Linked DNA regions of Chanodichthys erythropterus: region 2 is linked to region 1. Evidence: chromatin contacts called from public Hi-C data. All regions are on one chromosome and are shown on one strand. Each heading gives the region's core, a stretch centred on a gene start, on an enhancer-like site or on the middle of the called end of the contact. The rest is flanking DNA. Distances are from core to core; before and after follow the strand shown. Region 1 holds the start of slc30a5 (solute carrier family 30 member 5). Region 2 holds the start of cd180 (CD180 molecule).

The links. Hi-C and Micro-C count contacts between places; a contact is called where the count stands out from the background.
Region 2: a contact with region 1 is called in a Hi-C map of an unstated tissue, with 8 times the contacts expected there. The contact joins the promoter of cd180 here to the promoter of slc30a5 in region 1. A contact is called at or near these places in 2 of 2 Hi-C or Micro-C datasets (muscle and an unstated tissue).

Annotation. Positions count from the first base shown.
Region 1 is chr13:4,028,477-4,031,318 of ASM2448905v1, reverse strand. It overlaps slc30a5 (solute carrier family 30 member 5), which reads left to right and starts at 1,306. Exons shown (of 16, transcript XM_067406480.1): 1 at 1,306-1,676; 2 at 2,189-2,311; 3 at 2,409-2,475; 4 at 2,800-2,842. The coding sequence starts at 1,606.
Region 2 is chr13:4,192,695-4,195,578 of ASM2448905v1, reverse strand. It overlaps cd180 (CD180 molecule), which reads right to left and starts at 1,552. Exons shown (of 3, transcript XM_067407855.1): 1 at 1,423-1,552; 2 at 1,099-1,259; 3 at 1-1,003. The coding sequence starts at 1,524.

The DNA.
Region 1 (2,842 bases), core at 57-2,556:
TAAAATCCATCCACTGCGTTTTCAGTGGCTCTGATGTCGGAAGTAAGTGAAAACTACTATGTTCATTATTACATCCCACAACAGAACGATTATGTTTCTTAGGAGACATTACCGGCTGTCGTTGAAACAATGGAGGATGGTTGACAGATCACCGACGGCGGGGTCTATGCCAAAACCAGATTGTCAATCAAACCACGTGGGTGGGGCTTAGCGCAATTCTACGTCACAGTGAGAGCAATCTTAGAACAGGGCGTTCTGAGACAGTGCTTATGAATTATTGAGATTGTAAAATAAACACTGGATAGATTTTTCTCATTCTAGGGTGGTTTTTCTCACACACTGCCAACACACATTTATGGTCAAACACCATGTAAAAGTGAATTTTGCATAATAGGTGCCCTTTAAGATAATTATTTGTGATGTTTTGGAAAACCCAACTATAATGAGTTATTTTTACCTATATAATTGAAGTATCCTACACAGTTCTACACACAATTTGTTACCTGGACCATTAAAATTAGCTAACCTAGTGAATTTGATTCAAACTAGGCAAATTAGGCTAATTGTATTTTTAACTTGAGTCAAACCAGTTAATTTACGTTACCACATAAGGCACATTTTTTGTCAACATTTTTTCAGTGTACATTATTTGTTGAGCAAAATAAAATCTAATCAACTGCTTTTACATGAAAAATTTAACCAAATCAACTGGACTTTACACCAACAAACAGAATTTTTGTGGGGATAGATCAAGACCATTGGTAAGGAAGGACAGTCGAAACGTAGGACATTTTCACTCAGGTTTCCACATAAAAAATAATGGTTAGCACTTTTATTAATTTGTAAAGCAACAACCTGCACAGCTGTGTTGAAATAATGTTCAATGTTTGTCATGTGACAACACTGTAGTATACTTAAACATTATTACATATTGTATACTATTTCACACACTATTCTTAGAAAAATAGTAGGCACTATGCACTGTATACTGGTCAGTAATCATTAAGTAGTAAGTTACTGTGCGATTTTGAACACAGCCCATCTCTGAAACGCAGCTTTTACACATGGATCATGACGTTACAAGCGGATTTCAAAGCTCTTGAAAAGACAACGTAAGATGTTAAAATAAAAAAATATATATCATTTTCTGTTTATGGTTCATTTAACATATATGACAATTAGCAATAAAATTATAATTTCTGTATTCAGAAATAATATATTTTGCTTATTTCATGTGAATTGTCTCGGCGATACATGACTTTTATTTTGAAAGGCTTCATAGATGGTAGCCATATGTGAGGAAATGTTCACGTCACTTCAACTACCACCTCAGTTCATAATGTAGCTGCTAGCTAGTGAAAAATAGATATATAATTCAGAATGTATTTCTATAATCAACGGTTTTTTATTTCAGGGTTCACCGCTGTGGATTACCAGTACATGAGCGTTTTCAGCACCAAAGAGCCCTGAGTTGTGCTGTTATTTGCGGTTTCAGCAGTCTAAACAAGCTAACGCAGTTAGGTAGATAACAGCTTTTGTTTCTCAAAGATGAGCTCTTAGATAAACAGTGAAAAATCTAAGAAATAAACACACAGCAGCTGAAGTATGGATGAAAAATACAGCAGTAATGTTATCTCCAGTGGGAAGCTGGGGCGAGTTGAGGCTCCAGATGCCAGGTAAAACAAAATTACACTAAATTCTCTTACACAATTAGCACTATGTATATGGCAGTACGATGTAACACTGATATTATGGGGTGGTGACGCTGCTTTTACCACGGTACCATATTTAAGAAAACATACTTTTTTTGTAAATGCTAATGTCTTTTAGTGGACCATCTATTGAATGACTACCTCAGTATTCTTGAAATACCAGTAAATACTATTGTCCATTGTATGTTTTTGTACCATACATAACATTACTATATGATGCATCCTGACACTGTACCTATCACTATAGTACTTTTCAATGTGTCTGCATGGTCTTTCTTTTTTACCACATTCAGAGAATGCTTTGGTATTACCATAATGGTAGTGTTCCAAACCAATGGCATTGCTCTGTTTTCCATGGTATTTTATGGTATTTGTAGGTTTTGTTTTTTGATATATTTTTTATAAGAATAGCTCAGCTTTATTTGTCTAATTTTCTACTTTAACTGAATGTTGTTGTTTTCTTTCTTTCTTTCCAGACTGACCCGGTACATAGTATTACTCTACTTTACCAAGCTGCTGAAGGCTTTTGGGATATTTGAGTCCTATGATCTCCTCAAAGTTGTGCATATTGTACAGTTTCTCTTTATTTTGAAAATGGGGTAAGGAGTGACATCACACATGTATAAAAATACAAGTGGCATGATTGTTTACTTACAGCATTTCTGATCATATAAATACGTCCTGTTTTCTGCATAGGTGTGCAATGATACTGGTTTTCTTTCAAAAGCCATTCTCATCTGGAAAAATGATCCCCAAGAGACAGGTAAAGTTCTTCTAATTCTAGTTCTAGAACTTTTAAATTCATCAATTTTAAAACTCTTATCATTTAGATTATGAAAAACTTATGATTATGTCATCGTTTACTCACTCTCATGTTGTGCCAAACCCCTTTCGTTCATCTTCAAAATTCATGAAATATTTTTAATATTCTCTCATCCTTTTCGTCCATCCTTTGAAATTCCATGCAACCATAACATTCAACACATTAAAAACATTCATAAAGATAGTGTTAAAAGGATCCATATGAATAAGTGGTTAAAATCAAATCTTCTGAAAAGACATGATCGCTTTATAACTGTGATTTCAGTGGATCAAAATCTTCAAGCATGCTGTCATGAGCTGCGTCATTT
Region 2 (2,884 bases), core at 303-2,802, 160 kb before region 1:
GAAAGGCTGTGAACTCCAGATCATTGGTGAGCTATAGCTGAGATTGAGAAGCTTCAGTTCACCCAGACCAAACAGCTGGTCGTTACAACAGGGTCCAATGGGTTTTACTAAACTAAGACTGAGATCCAGCTCCTCCAGGACTCTGAGACTCTCCAAGCATCCATTGCTGAAACCGAGTTGCTTCGAGTTCCCGCTCACGGACAAGTGCGTAAGCACAGGAAAGTTTCTGGTGTTGATGTGGCAGACATCTGAAAATCTATTCTCATCTAGCACCAGATGGGACAAGGTGGACAGGCCAGTCATGTTAAAGGGCAATAAATCCAGGTGGGCTCTGGTAAGGTCAAGCTTTTTAAGCCCTTCAAGGCAATGAAATGTGGAATTATTTAGGTCTGAGAAATGCTGAAGCTGGAAATCTAGGTCAGTAACGGTGATCTTGCAAAAAGATTGTAGAGCAGCTGATGGTATGTGCACATTTGGATCGGTTTCATACAATCCCAGCTTCAGTCTGTTTGTTTTAATGCCTTCAAGCCCTCTTAGTACAGAGGAGAAAGTCATTTTGCTGAAGCAGCCACTGAAGTCAAGACTGCTCAAGTTCAGTGACTTAAAAGCACTTGGTTCTATATTGACAAAATCGTTTCCTTTGAAGCTGATGCTCATTCCGACCACATTGTGAATTGGTTGTAAGTCAGTCAGATTTATCCGGTCTATAGAGTTCATTTCCAGCTGCAGGCTCTTCAAGTTTTGCCAGTGGAAATTGCTTAGTCCATCTAATGAGCGAATGCCACTTCCCCCAATCTCCAGAACCTCCAAATATGCAAGATTTTCTGATGGGATGTCTGATAGGCTTTTGATTTTTGACTGAGTTAGGCTGAGATATTTCAAGGCTAGTGGTCCAGAAAAAGCTCTACCTGCGATGAACACGAGTGGGTTTCCAATTAGGATTAGGACCTCCAAGTTAGGCTGATGCATAAAAATGTCTTCATACATGAAAGTGATGCCACATCTGTAAGTAATAAGGTTTGAGTGTAAGAAGCAGAAGAAGAAACATTAGATTCTCTGATACACAACTCAACTTGAAAGAAAACTAGTTTTGCTCACCTTGTCAGGTCTAATGAATGCAAGTTATTTAGCCTCTGAAAAGTGAAGTTGTATAAAGCCGGCAGGTAGTTGAAGCTAAATTTTAAAATTAGGACAGAATTTGGTACCTCATCTGGAATGAATTGTAGGTCCATATCACTACAATCATAGCCATTGGCTATCTAAAAAAACAAAATGAAACAAAAACAATTATAAATGTTAAATTGAACAGCAAAACATAAGATAAAACTTCACATTATACAGTATGTTAACGGTATATTAATTTGTGGTTTACTTTTATCCATCATGTTGAAAATCATGCAACATAACCAATCATAAATTTACCTGTTGACACTGTCTCTTAGCCCATGGTGTTGCTTCATTATGGGTTAAAAAGTGAAACAGAATAGTGTAACATAACATGTAAAAAACAAAATGCATCTCCATAGTGTATGGGAAAGAAGAGAACAATGTCTCCTCTACATCCAAATATATAGATAAAATAGAGGAACTATTTAAAAAAAAAAAAAAAAAAAAAATCAGCAGTAACTTCCCTTCAGTAACTTCCTATATTCAGTAAAAAAACTTCCCATCTCAACAGTGGCTTACTGTATGGTTAGAGGAAAATAGGCTGTTTCCCTTGTCCTAAACAGTATTATCTCGGAATGAAACTAGAACAGATGGCATGGGTCCATTTAGCACATCCATAACAACTACATTAGTTTATTTATGCCAAATGTCCACATTGTACCCTCAAATATTTAGGTTATAAACTTGTTGTCACTGCTAAAATATAGCAATGCTGTTTCTAGAGTAAGAATTTTTTACCAACAAAAGAAAACAAGCAGTGCATACAAAGTGTCCATTTTATAAAACAGAGGCAAAATCATGCCTATTTAAATATTATTAAAATATTATTTGGCCTATATAATACATGTTTTTATAAAGCATTGGAAATATAAATGTGTTAAAATACATGGAGTGCAGGTATTAATAAAGAGCCAGCTGCAAGATAAATAAATAACTTTTTTTGAACTGTTTGCACTGAAAACATGGTCAATCCAATGTCCCTCATGTTATGAAGCCGTGTAATAGAAACAACCTTCCAGTAGGGGGCGTTATTTTGCTGTCTTTGCTTTCCTCTGTAATAAAGTGAAAAAATGTGATGTTGGCAGTTACGCAACCCTTACATCCAATTGAGAGATAAAGACGACACTCATTATAATGTACATATAAATAGAAATAAATCTTTTTTCAGATTATAGTGTCTCAGTGGAGCCAGAGGATTACTGTGTTTTCAAATCCAAATGTTAATACGCAGGACATGACTCTAGACAGGATTTAATGACTTCCTGTAGGGTGGACCACCAATTGGTTTAATGGATTTGTATTGATATATGCATTATATAATTATAATGTATTTGACACATTTCATGTCTTTATGGGTAATCTTCACATATCTAATTTATATAATTGCTTTTTTTTCTTAATGTATTTTTCATCTCATTACTGTTTTCAAAAGGTTTGCTGTAGTTGAATTTGTAAGATTGACTATCCACAAAATTTAACATTGTAAAAGTAAAGCTTGAACGTGTCAGATGTCACAGTTACTATAAGGAAGGAAGCTGAAAAAAGGGAACCGTGAAAAGGACGCACTGATCATCTGCATTATGACATTTGACTCATAAATCACTTGACCAATACATATGGCAGGGTTTTTGCAAAAGTAATAATTTTGAAAATTTCCCCAAGAAACTTTTGTTTAGTGTCACCTCAACTGATTTCAAATACTGTGAAAAATGGGTTA